2 separate regions of the Mus musculus genome follow, and region 2 is linked to region 1. A link is a contact called in public Hi-C data. All regions are on one chromosome and are shown on one strand. The core of a region is the stretch at or near the end of the contact, and the rest is flanking DNA. Distances in the headings are between cores, read along the strand shown. Region 1 overlaps Akt2 (thymoma viral proto-oncogene 2). Region 2 has its middle 11 kb from the start of Sdhaf1.

Region 1 (6,789 bases), core at 1,476-3,975:
AGCTAAGCATACTGGAATAGAAGGCCTCTGAGGGAATAGACACGGACGGTGCAACCTCTCAGAAGGGTTTGGGCTGAGGATGGAAGGGTTCTGGCCTTAGTGATCACAAGTCCCAAAGTGGAGGGAGGATGTGGACAGTGTTGGGTCTATGCAAACCTCACAGTCTAAGCCCAGGGAACCTTGTCTTGCTGAGCGTAGCTTGTTCTCTAGACTGCCCATCTAGGACAAGGTGGACCCTACTCTGCTCCTCTGGCCCATGAACTCTGCCAGCTCAGGTCCTTGGTGTCATGTATTAATTACCTCTCGTATCTGGACCCAGAGCTGTGATATTTGGCTTCTACTGGGACCTCTGAATACCACTGAAGATATAGTACATGAGTTAGACAGATGGAAAGACAATGTCTTGAAGATGATTTTGCTTGTGTCTCTAAACCCCAAGCACACTCTTGGGATTGAGTTCAAATCCTTCTATTTTACCAGTTGAACCATACACCTAGCTCTAAAAACAACTTAAACAATGCTACTGAGTGATACATAAGATTAGTGTGGTACCTATGCACTCAGCAACATTGGGGGGGGGTGCGTATGTTTTTTAAATAGCCTTACAGTGTAGGCCAGGCTGGCCCTAAACCTCAGAGCATCCTAAGCCTTCCAGATGCTGGGATTATGGGTGTCTGTAACCATGCTTAGCTCTCAGTCACTGCTTAAACAGAATAAATCTCACCAGTTGTACTTAGAACCCTTTGGGGGCTGTCTCTAATCACCTCTCCTCCCTGTGCAGAGCTGACCACACACGTGACACAGCAAGGCTGGGGTTGAAACCCAGGTCCTCAGGACTTCGGAGTCCTCCTCACCCTGGCCAGGCCCTTCTAGATGGGAAGCTGAAACAAGCACCTTTCGGGGCAAGTAGGAGACTCCTGCTTTGGCAGCTCAGAGGCCCAAGTTGGGCTCTCCTGCGCCATCTCAACTCCCAAATCGGAATTCTTCTGTATGGCTGGCAACATTCTGTGATGGAGTGCAGAGAAGGGCACTTTCTCAAATGCAGTAAACCACAAAGGGTAAAACAGAGCCATGTGGTCACAAGGGAACACTATCAGCTGTTTCCTTGGGGGAGGCCTGTCTCAGAGGGAGGATGCATGCGTCCTTCCACTCCGGCCTTCAGTCCTTCTTTCATCTCAGTACGGTTGCATAAGAGAGAGATCGGTCCTCACCAGCAAGTACAGCTGGCCAGCCCTGAAAATCATTTCTTGTTTAATTTTTTCTTCCGGGTCTTCTGACCTTTGTCTCCTGTGCTTTAGCACCGTGGCCCTTTGTAGTTGGACATTTTCAGTAGTTTGTTTATCTATCCTCTTGTGGGTGGGTGCCACCAGAAAGGCACTAATTTCTTGGTTAATATGGTTTAGTAGGCGAAGGTACTCACCACCAGGCTGGACAACCTGAGTTCAATTTCTAGGACCTACATGGCAGAGAAAACCAACTCCCACAAGTTATCTTCTGAATTCCATGTGCATAGCACGGCACATGTATGTATGCACACAGACACACACACAGAAATTCTGTACCAAATCTAGGCCTAGTGGCACAGGCCTACAATCCCAGATCACGTAAAGGCTTTGGCCAGAAGATCACAAGCTCAGGGCCTTCCTGTGCTACAGAGAGTTCAAGGCCTGTCTTGAATTTACTGAGACCCATCTCAAAATAAAAACCACCAAGAGAGTTAAGTGGAATGGCTCAGCAGTAGCATGCTTGCCTAGCATATGGGCATCCTGGATTCCATCCCAACATAAGAAAAAAAAAGGGGGGGAAGGAGAGAAAGATTGCTATTCATAGTACTTTTGTGCATTTTTAAGACAAGGTCTCACTACTTTTGAAGTCCGAACTGGCTTTAATTTAGTGAAGGCCTTCTAGAAAATCAGATACAGGGTCAGTAGAGATCTCCAGTTCTGAGCTTCAGTGCCCAAGAAGGCAGGTACTTAAGTAAAACATGCACAACAGGCCTCAGGGCCGTGCTAACAGAGCTCCAGGTGCAGGAACCAAGGTGGCCTTGGGATCCAAACTGAACACTCCCTAAGCGGCAGCTGCAGGGGTCAGGTATTATTATTATTCCCTCTGGTGGGTGGAGGAGACACTGGGTATTTCTGAACATGTAAAATGTTACCTACTCCACCTCCCTGGTGAAATGGTGGCTTTTAAAAGACTTAACTTTCTTCTTCAGCACACATCCCCCACCCACCCATCTGTCTCCTGAAGTAGGTAGGATTGAAGGCAGGATGAAGGTGTAGGCAGCTGCCAGAGACTGGGACAAGAATAAGCCCAGAACAGATTTCCTTGTCTTCTCTACCACCTCCCCCAACACACACCTTCCCCTCACTGAACCCCCGGAAATCATGTCAAGTATTCCAGTCTGCACAGCCATGCTCTCCACACAAACCAAGAACACCAGCTGCACTCAGTGGGCTTCTCCAAGCACAGCTGACAGGCATGCGTGGAACACGCCCAAGGCCCTTACCCAGGCTGTCAACGACCACCTGCCTCTGAACTGCAGCCTCTGCAGACCAACACATAAAATCATTTCTTGTCTGGGTCCCTTGAGGAGTTTGCTCTTACCAGGACCTTTGTATTCGCTGCTTTCCTAGCTAGGATACTGTTCACTGTGCTCTCAGCCCAACCCTCCATCTTCAGGGAAACCTTCCCTGAATGACAAGGACACTTGACACTCAGCCTGGCCCTCCCTCAGAAAACAGACCTCTACTTGCCTCTGGCAATGTGGCCTCTGCTGGTAGGGACAGAATCTACTCTGGTCCCCACTGTTACCAGTCCTAAACACTACCCATCACAGGGCCAGACCTAGAACTTTAAATAATTCCAGGAGGGCTAACAACTAGACCCAGAGCTTTTGTGCTCTAGACCCCCAGGTGGAGGTAAAAACAAACACTCCACATTCACTGGATCCCTAAATATGGTGTCCACTGTGCCAGCACTGGCACTAAGGATTTCTCTGTGACCAAACAGAACCCCTGCGGTGGGAGGAGAAGGCAAAATAAACAGGTAAATTATATAGCACATTCAAGATGTCCAAAATCATGGAGACCAAGGAGAGGTCACATAAAGGCTCATGTAGATGGTAACATCTGAGCAAAACTGTGACCCAGACAAGCCACATGGAAAGCTGGAAGAAGAGCGTGCTGGGAGGACCTGAGGCTGAGGTGAGAAAGGTACCAGTGAGCCAGCCCAGCACCTCTGAAGGCTTTGGTTCTCCCTGGGAAAGAGATGGAGACCTGTGGCCTGAAATGGCAAGGTGAGAGGCTGCATCACAGCCTTCCTTCCTTTCCACTGGTCCCAACGTGAGGTCACACCATGTACCTCACTTGGGGACCAAAGGAACCATATCTGATACAAAAGAAGTCAAGATGGGAACATCTAGACAGCTAAAATACATGCAGCCGAAGAGACTAAACTTCTGCCATCGGACCTAAGCCTGCAACTCCCTCTGCCTTTGCTCCCAAGACTAAGCCATCACTCTTCTCACATTGTTCTCTCTACCATATCAAGGCCACTACTGTCTCAGACACCCTGCAGACATCAGCACACATATGCGCACACTCAGAGCAAGGCCTCTAACTGGCTGACCCTGCATTGTCATCACTCCTTCCCTGGTCTCCCATCTGTGCTCTAAGCAAGGCTGGTGCTCAGAGGGGACCCAGGAACAAACGAGAAGGGGCTTGCTTTCCCATTGCAAGTTATTTGTGGGAGGACTCCTCAAAGAGCTGGTACAAGCTAACATGAGTCCTGATGGATAAGTGGTGCGACCTTCCCCATTATGCAGATAAGCAGGCTGAAGCTGGAGCCTAAACTAGGAACACAAATCACACAGGACAATGCCCTGAACCAGTGCAGGAAACATCTGTCCTTAAAGTAGAACAAACCAACGCAACTTTTGCATTTGCAGAAGTGCAGACACTGAACACCTGAGCTAGGGTCCTGCAGAGCCACACTTTCCCTTTTCTTTAACTGTAATTGCTTAGCATACAAACAGAGCACATGACTAGAAGCTACTATGCAGCCCCAGAGACCCTTGGCATGTAACACCTGGCGTCTGATGGAGGAGGACGGTGGGCAGGGCTCTCTGGCCAAGAAGGCATCATGGCACTATCTATACCCATCCCTCCCAGGACACAGGCATGCTAGGCGGAGGCCTCAGTGAGCACAGAATCTTGTTGTACCCCTTCCAGGGGCTACCTAGGGCTCTTCTGGACATCTGCTCCCTTGTCTGTAAGCTTGGATTGAGCACTAATAGGACTAAGAATGTGCTTATGTTACCACAAAGACAATTTTTTAGACACGGTCTGGTAGCAGTCAGGAGACTGAAGCAGGGAGAATCTCTGTGAGTTCAAGGCTACTCAGGAAGTTTTAGGCTAGCCAGGCCTATTTAGTGAGACCCTGTCTTGAAAGAGACAGAGTCAGATTTATTTATATGCCTGTGTTGGCATGGCATTCTGAATGAGGTATGATTACATGGGGATGTGACAAGCCTGGAGAAAATGGCAGCTTTTGCACAAAGCCCAACTGTCAAATCCAGGACCATCAGGGTAAGGGCCTGGGAAGTGGCTTATTAACAGTGACTAGGGTTGGAATGAAATCATAAAGATGATTCACAGCATGCCTATATTAAGTTTTTTCTCTTTCTTTCTTTCTTTCTTTCTTTCTTTCTTTCTTTCTTTCTTTTTCTTTTTTTCTTTTTTGAGACAGGGTTACTCTGTATAACAGCCTCAGCTCTTCTGAAACTTTGTAGACCAGGCATGCCTTGAACTCACAGAGATGCTCCTGCCTCTGTGTCCCAACTGCTGGGATTAAAGGCATGTGCCACCACACCCTGCTAAATTTTGTAAAATAAAATACCATCTAAATGAAAATGCACTAGCTGAAGAACACAGACTACCCCAGATGCCCCACCCACCAAGGCCTCTGGATCCCAATTTGAAAAGCTGGGCCCTAAGAGAGCCCATTTATAAAGCAGATTATGGTTGGCTCTGTGCCTACCCATCTCCCACCCATTCAGGCCACTACCTGAACGCCATCCAGCCTCTCCTCATATAGCCACCCTCACTGCTTCCCTGGCCTTACTTTGAGGGCATGAAGCCCTGACTCTTCACTTCTAAGTTCTTGCCTTGTATCCTTGACTACTCCCTCAGCTCCAACTACCCTAGCCAACTCTGCTGAGCTCAACCTCCCAACCTTGCCCAGCCTACCCCTCCTGATTTCCCATTATAGCCTACCTGCTCTCTCCTCAGGAGCTTCCCAAGACCAGTTCCCTTCCCAGGCCACTTGCATTAGTGTGCTTAGACCAGGAGCTATCCCAGGAACAAGAACCATACAAGGCATAGGAAGGGCTCAATAAAACTTTACTGAGATAGTGGAATATAAAAACAAGCCAACCAGGCATTGTAGTACACATCTTTAATCCCAGCACTCAGAAGGCAAAGGCAGGTGGGTCTCTGTGAGTCAGGGGCCAGCTTAGTCTACTGAGTAAGCTCCAGGCCTGCCATAGATAGATAGATAGATAGGTAGGTAGGTAGGTAGGTAGGTAGGTAGACAGATCAAGCTTGTTTCTATTGTTTCTACAGGTATGATGATATATACCTGTGATATCAAAATTTGAAAGAAAGAGACAGGTCCATCAGCAAAAGTTCATGACCAGCCAAGGCTACAGAGGGAACTCCTGTCTCAGAAGAAAACAAACAAAAACCTCACATAGCCAGGCATGATGGTATATGCCTGTAGCCTCAGCACTGGGAAAACGGAGGCAAGAGGATGACGAGATCCAGACAGCCCGAGCTTCATTACAAAGTCCTGTCTCAAACACCAGGGCTGAGAAAATGCTCAGGGAGCGGGAGGGAGCACTTGCTCTGCAAGCACAGAGCCAGAGTTTGACTCCCCAGCCACTACAGAAGCGCCAGGCAGAGTGCTGCAGAGAGGGCTCAGCAGTTAAGCGTGTGAGCTGCTCTTGCAAAGGCTCCCAGCACCCACAGAGCGGCTCACAACCATCTGTGACTCTAGTTCCAGGGGATCTGACCCCTTCTTCTGGCCTCCAAAGGCACCAGGCATACATATGGTACACAGATAAGTTAGCAAAACACTCATATACATAAAAATTTTAGGTCTGCAACCCCAGCATTGACGGGTAGGGACAAGAAGATCCCCAGAGCTCACTGAGCAGCCAGCCTAGCTGAAACAGCAAGTCTCAGGCTCAGTGAGAGATCTTGTCTCAAGGTAGTAAGGCAGCAAGTTACAAAAGACCTGGCATGGGCATCTTCACCAATAAACTCAAGTGAAAGCACCGCACACAACCAAAATAAGCAAAGCATGCTATGCATCACTGTGTGCCTCCGTGGCTCACCTACTAACTGGAAATAAGAGCCCTTCCCACACCCCAGGATGCCATGCATGGATACAGTGCTTGTGCACAGGGCACACTCAGGAGTACAATGTGCGCCGGCACCATAGCTCATCAGGCCTCAGGCTCCCAAAACTTCCATCCTGAACCTACTCCTCCAGTCCACAAGCACAGGCTACCCACTTGAGAGTCCTTCTCTGCTCTCTGGGGCCACGAACCACAGCAGCAAGAACCCAATCAACCAAGTACCTTCTCAACAGGCTGCTGCTTTCTTATCCACTAGCTTCCTGAGGCCTCCCATGACCCTGCAGGAAAATTTCCAAGTTTAACTGAACAAACTTCACCTCAGAGAATGAACCCAGATGCTCAGGGCTCCACAGCAACCTCAAAATGCT
Region 2 (6,965 bases), core at 3,813-6,312, 2.7 Mb before region 1:
TTCCTTATAACATCTTTGCTCTTGTGCATGGCGTGTACACATGTGTGAATCCAGAAGACCCGTGTCACAGAGCACACCCAGTACATGTACTGGATGTGAGAGAACAACCTTGCCTGCCAGGTTAGCTGGCCTGTGACGTCCAAGGTCCCTCCTGTCTCTGCCTCCCATCTTGTAAAAACACTGGGATCACGGGTGTGTGCTATCACACCTGGCTTCCCTGTGGCCTGGGAGTGTGAGCTCAGACCCTCACACTCCATACAGCAAGTGCGCTACCCACCGAGCCACCTCCCAAGCCTGGAAATCCTGGAGCTCTGCGGGGCCTTCCCGAGCCGCTGAACTTAACCACCTGGGGAGCCAAGGAAATTTGGTAACACTGATTCCCCAGAGCTCCACCCCCTTGTCCACCCTCACCCTCGTTTTCCCAATATGTGTTTGAAACTGGAAGAATGCACAAAGCATGGCCGCTGTGGAGAGACTTCTCTCCCACACCCCTTGGAATTGAGCCACAAGGCGCTTGCTTTTCCAGCAGCACACAGACGCCACCTAGTGGGACTTTGTGCTAACTGCAATGGGTGATTCCATATATGCCCAGAGGGGACACTTAGCTAAATGCGCACGCAGTGCTGGCGTTGCCTATAGCTGCTTGGTCCGTTCTCCTTCAGCAGGTACCCAGATACTGCTGGCAAGATGCTACTACTGGGGACTGGAGATTGTTCAACGGTTAAAATGTTTGCCTTACAATGTGAGGGCCAGAGTTTAAATCCACTGAAAAAGGCATGGTCATTTCAGTCCCAGAAGAGGAAGACAGGGGCTCTCCAGAAAAAGTTAGTGACACTAGCTGTAGTGACAAGCTCTGGGTTTGACTGAGAGATCCTGCTCCGGTGAATACAGTGGAAGCTCCATCAAGGGTATTCCCAACACCAACATCAGGCTCCCCGCATGCACACGCACAAAGGACCACGTACACGCCCCCACATGCTCAACACATGCAAACATGTATATACCTACATGCACCCCACACTCATGCATGAAAATGGGAAGAAGGAAGGTTCCATTACTACCAGCATCCCGTACCACCCTACCAATCACCAGCATCCCACCAGCTCTGCCTGCATCTGTGACATCCTTCTGGTCCTCCTGAGGTCCTTGCATCAGTACCATGAGTTGTTGGCACTGAACCCCTATTTTCAAGATCTCATGACTGATACATATACTCAACTCCACTGTGAAACCTGCCAGCTACTGAGTGGGCAAGGCTTTCCCTGGTAGAAGCTAAGCCTGTGGCATAAGTACCGAGGGCCTCCGTCCAACCACTTGGTTGCTCATCTGGAAAAGCTGGCTCCGAGTCTGCCTGGGCTCAGTTCACGATCCATCCTTGCGTGCCATGCACAAATTAGTTCTGAGACCTTATGCTTCCTCCTGGTGCCAACCTGACACCCACTCACTCTATTATAGCCCAGACCCTCAACATTTACCCAACCTGAAGTGTGTACTCTGAAATCCAGTTCCCAGTTCGTAACTGACATTGGCAGTACTTACGTAGCAAAGGCAGAAGGACTGTGAGCTCAGATCCAGCCTGGGCTGTACAGCGAGCCCGTTTCCCCCAAAAAAACCCCAAAAGGAATAGATACAAAACAGCATCTTCCAGCTCTTACATCCCTAAACCCCAGCCCTTCCACACTTTAGGGACTCAGAGCCGACTCCTCTAGCCTCAAACTCATACTCATCCCAAAGACTTATGCACTGATGCGAGATCAACCGCTGCTCTTTTTTTTTTTAAATATAAAACAATCGATGTGAATGTATTTAATATACACTGCTAGGGCTCAAGCAGACTTAATTAAAAAAAATAACATCACAGCTTAGTAATCAAGGAAAAGTCAGACCACCTAAGAAAAAAAGGTGACACAAGAGAGACTAGACAGCTTGAATCAGGGCTCTTGTTTGCCCAGAGCTCGGCAGCATGGTGTGTCCAGCTATTGATACTGAGTTGTCCTAGCGGCTCCGGAAAGAAAGCAAGATAGTCCTGACACCGCATAGCTGAATCCCTTATTCTTGAGGATGTCCAGTCAGATGCTGCCCTGGGTGGCCACACTGGAGTGGTAGCAGGCTGTGAGGAACTCCACTGTGGGTGTGTTGGAAGGCTAGCCACTGGAGAACCCCGGGGAGAGTTTACAGCTTAGGTCTTCTTCTTATACTGTACCAGCTGCTCCATGAAAGGTCCATCAGCAGGTTGTCTGATTCGGGAAGGCAGAAAGCCCTTTGTCACCAGACGGGTCATCCTGAGGGTCATCAGCACCTGCTGTCACCTCCTCTTGCCCACAGGGCCCTGGGTGGCACCCTGCTGGGCCCCACTGCCTTGTGAAAGGCCCTTCCTTTCAGACAAGGTGCTTCCTTGCCAACACTGGGTGAGGAGACGAAGGACAGCTACCAGCCACCTGCTCTTTATGTGTCTGAGGCTCCTGGCTTTGGTTTTGCCCAAGCTGAGCTCTGCATCCTTGCTCTACACCTCCTTGCCTTGGCTTCCCTGTTGCTCTGTATCTCCTGACATACACCTCGCTCCTCGCATCTCTCTTCTAACTCATGTCATCCTCCCGGTCCCCTTTGCAAAGGCATCAGGTACCCTTGCCCTCCGTCCTGGTTAAGGTTTCTACTGCTGCGATGGAACACCATAACCAAAAAGCAAGCTGGGGAGGAAGGGGTTTATCGGGCTCACACTTCCACATGGTAGAGTATCAATGAAGGATGTCAGGACAGGAACTCACACAGGGCAGGAATCTAGAAGCAGCTGGTGCAGAGTTCACGGAGAGGCGCTGCTTATTGGCTTCCCCTCCATGGCTTACTCAGTCTCCTTACAGAACCCAGGACCATCTGCCCAAGGGTAGCCCACACACAATAGGCTAAGCTCACCTATAATAATCACTAATTAAGAAAATGCCCCACAGGCTTGCCTACAGCCTGATCTTACAGAGACATTTTCTCAATGGAGGTTCCTTCCTCTCTGATGACTCTAGTTTGTGTCAAGGTATCATAAAACTAGCCAGGCTACCCTCTTTCCCCCATAGCTGTGCACGCCCCCTTATTCCTAGATCCCCTTACCCTTAATGCAGGCAGAGTGCCTATGAAATCACCCGCTCTTCCAGCTGACCGGAAGCAGGATATCTTTGCACATTGTCCTGAGGCCTGTAGTTGCTATTCACTAGGGGCAGCTACTCAAGTGGTGCACTGCTTGTGACCTACTTCAACCTCCTGTGTGGCCTCCGCAGTCCCATCAGTAGCCATACAGCCAACGACTCACAGCTGCTGAGGTCTCAGTCCTGTGCTACCTGCTATCCTTGTCCAAGGTTAGACCATCCACAGCACAGGTGCAGTCACGGCATAGCATAGTGTCTCCAGACTCTTGAGAGGGCCAAACAAGGGGTGCCAGCTGGCACCCCTCCAGATACACTCCCTGCTGAAGCTGCTTCCGGAACTGCATGGGCAAAGTGGGCCTCAGTTTCTAGACTCCAAAGTGCTCTGTATCTGCCAGGAAGCACATGGCTGCCAGCCAAGCAGTCGGTGTCAGTGTAGCTCCTTGGCAGACATCCAGTTCTGCTGTGAGTCCTCCCCTCAAGGGTGTCCGGAGTCAGTGGGGCCTGAGGCAGGAGGAGACCTGGGTCCCTCACTGAGTTATCCTAGGTCCTGGGTGAGGACCTTCTAAGTTAAGACAGGATAAAACAAGAAGGACTCCCATACCCAGCCTCCTGGAGAAAAAAAAAATGGATTTCATTTCTAAGCGCTTACAAAGCTCTCACTGCGCCTGAGGTGCTATTTTAAGACAGCAGTTTTCAAAATGCCCCAGGAGCATCAGCAACACCTGGGACTTGTTTTTTTTTAAAGGGAGGGTGGGGTGGGGGTTCTCAAAATACAAAGAGTCAGACTACAGATCAGTTGCAGAGTGTTGCTGGATGCACACAAAGCCGCAGGTTCTATCTTTCTCCAGCAAACACACACACACACACACACACACACACACACACACACTGTTATCTCAGCACTCAAGTAGAGGAGGGTTGTGGGTTTTGAAACCAATCTAGGCCACGTAACAAATCCAAGGTTTTGTCTCAAAACCAAACCACAAATATCGAAGTCTTTGGGCTGAGTTTGTAGCTCGCTGGTAGAGCGTGAGGCCACAGAGGGCGGTGGAAGCAAGCTGCTGCCCTGCTGGACATTACATGTCACAGATTTTCATATCAACTTTATTTCCACTTATTCCCTCCGCGTTTCTTGTGTGCTCTTGATCTCATCTTGACTTATCTTTCCTTTAAAATTGGGACAACCAGCATGGGTCGATTCTCTCCTTCTACCACGTGTGTCCCGGGGCTCAAAAGTAGCTCGCCATGCTTGGCAGCCAGCGCCTTTGCCAGCTGAGCCATCTAGCCGTCCCCGCGTCTCTATTTGGTAGTGGGGGGGTGGGGGGTGGGGAAAGAAGCAGTATTTTCTGCTCCCTCTTCGGGACTTTTCTACGTCTAGGTTCAAATGCTTCTATTTGAGAGCTATTGCTTCGTATGTGTAAAGTCCCGTGCTTCATCCCCAGGATCAAAAGTAACAAATCCTGACTTTCCCTTGTATACAATGACCTCCCCACACACTTTCTGTCCAACTCTGATCCTACCAGCGTTGCCAGAGGTGGAGTCGTGGGGACACAATATGTCCAAGATGTTGGGAAGCCTCCAGTCCCAGCACAACCAGGACACTCGTGCGCAACTGTGCTCCAGGCGAGATACTTAACGGCAGCGACAGGGATCCCACGGAAACTAAAGAGAGGAAGTCAAATGGCTCGGGAAACAGCATAAGGGATGTATTCTTTTCTTAAAGCTCTGTAGATGTAGAATATCTACTACAGGCAAGAGAAAGCCGCTTCGCTCATGTCTCAGCCCCTCTTCCTTTCTGGTTCTGCTTATTAGCTTCACCTCGGAGGAGAGTCTCCCCCTAGTGGTAGCAGCAAAGGCTCCAACAGCTTCGTAGACAGGCCCGACATCCTCTTTCCATTGGCTGCGTAATACGCTTGGTTGGCCAATTATAATAGCCCAGGAAGGAAGGTGTAATCTGATTGGCCAGCCTTGGACCCTTTGGGCATCCCTGCCTAGAACCTGGTTGTCTGGAATCACTTCGATCCACAAGCTGAAAATAAGAACCTGGAGGCGTGATGGTACAAGGTCGTCCCGTCACCCCGGAAACGGAGGCAGGAGGATCAGAAATTTCAGGCCAGTCTGGGCCCTATACAAGTTCTTGTTGAAAAAAGAAATTCAGAGCTATTGCTTTGTATGTGTAAAGTCCCGTGCTTAATTCCCAGGATCTGAAAATAAAATAAATGATGGGAGCGTCAGGGGAGAGGGGGAGGGGGTGTCTCAGTGGTAAATCTCTTGAAGGGCTGGGCCTTGGGTTTTAGAGTATTTAACTGGAGAACGAAAGGAGGATACTACACAGGAAAACTATTGGCTAATGGCATCAGGTTACGAAAAATTGAGTCAGGCTATACTGGACAATAGCCCCTAGCCACAAAGGATTGCTTGACCCCATCATGACCTTCTCTCTATTTGCAGAAACAGAATGCGAGGGTATTGAAAGCAGCCCACCGTGCTTCCAGTCAAACCACAAAAAATAGCTGCAACTTCCTGGTAGCTGTGTGTGTGTGTGTGTGTGTGTGTGTGTGAGAGAGAGAGAGAGAGAGAGAGAGAGAGAGAGAGAGAGAAGAGATGTACTCCAGCCCCTCTAAATGTTCTCAACCTTCATCCATGGAAAGGTTAGGGTCTCTCAATGTTCCAATAAAGCAGTCTCAGCCTGTTGATTGAGTCTGTCTGCTTCTCTGTCTCATTTTTCTTGCAAAAACAATGATAAAACACCACTGTCAAATGAACAGAATCACCAACAGTTTTCCCACAGACCCCTCTTAGGTTGGCAAGGTGGAGCCTGCCTATCATCATCAGCTCTCACAAGGCAGAGCAGGCAAACTGTCACAGCCTGGTCTATACACAGAGACCAAAAACGCCAAGGGCAGACATGGCAGTGTGTCTGAAATCCTGCAGTTCAAGACCAACCTCAGATACATAGCAAGTTTGAGGCTAGTCTGGGCTAGATCTGCCTAATCTTTTTAAAAGAAGAAAATGTATAATAAAGACACAAAGACTTGCTTTTCTTTTTCTTTCTTCTTTGTGTTTTGGTTTTTTGTTTGTTTATTTGTTTGTTTGTGAGACAGGGCTTCACTGTGTAGCGCTTGGCTGTCCTGGATCTCATTTTGTAGACCTGGGTGGCCTTAAACTCAGAGATCTGCCTGCCTCTGCCTCCCAAGTGGTGTGTGCCACCACCATCCAACCAAGAGATGAGTAGCTGTTAAAGGCTAGGCTCACAACCAAAAATATAAGACATGCCTTTTAATTTTCTTTCTTTCTTTTCCCTCCTCTCTCTGCTCCCCGTTCTTTTTGAGTGCTAGGGATGGAATCCACTGAACTGTAGCCCCAGTCCTGGAAAATCGGGGGCTTCTTCTGATAAAAAGCAGTGACTTTTTACTTGAGCCTCCCATGCCTGGAGGGTAGTTTAAAACAGAACAAAACCTTGTCATCTCTGTCTCCATTTTGTCTTTTTCTATTACTCTGTTCTTCTGACTTGCAGTCCTTTTAGGCTCCAGGAGAAAGAGGTTGTTATAAGTTGAGATGAACAGCACCACCACCACCACCACCACCAAGCAACAGCACCACCACCACCAAGCAACAGCACCACCACCACCACCAAGCAACAGCACCACCACCACCACCAAGCAACAGCACCACCACCACCACCACCAAGCAACAGCACCACCACCACCACCAAGCAACAGCACCGTCTTTTTATTAGGGACAAGACCAAGACTGACTAGTCCTGGGCTAGCCATCAACCAGACCACAGGCTGACCAACAGTAATTAACTTTCCATGCTTCCCACCCATT

What was found. Hi-C and Micro-C count contacts between places; a contact is called where the count stands out from the background.
Region 2: a contact with region 1 is called in a Hi-C map of cerebellum, with 3 times the contacts expected there. The contact joins two enhancer-like sites. A contact is called at or near these places in 3 of 39 promoter capture datasets (hippocampal neurons, liver and pre-B cells), 1 of 484 Hi-C or Micro-C datasets (cerebellum) and 1 of 115 datasets of contacts at active chromatin or transcription factors (astrocytes).

Annotation. Positions count from the first base shown.
Region 1 is chr7:27,597,412-27,604,200 of GRCm38.p6, reverse strand. All of the region lies in intron 1 of Akt2 (thymoma viral proto-oncogene 2), which reads right to left. Among named protein-coding and RNA genes, the nearest start is that of Akt2, 9.3 kb to the right of the region's middle. Within about 2 kb of position 2,725, at least 37 of the 459 cell types and tissues checked have an H3K27ac peak or open chromatin away from gene starts, as enhancers often do. A contact at or near this core is called in cerebellum, where this site is marked.
Region 2 is chr7:30,330,183-30,337,147 of GRCm38.p6, reverse strand. No RefSeq gene overlaps it. Among named protein-coding and RNA genes, the nearest start is that of Sdhaf1, 11 kb to the right of the region's middle. Within about 2 kb of position 5,062, at least 149 of the 459 cell types and tissues checked have an H3K27ac peak or open chromatin away from gene starts, as enhancers often do. A contact at or near this core is called in cerebellum, where this site is marked.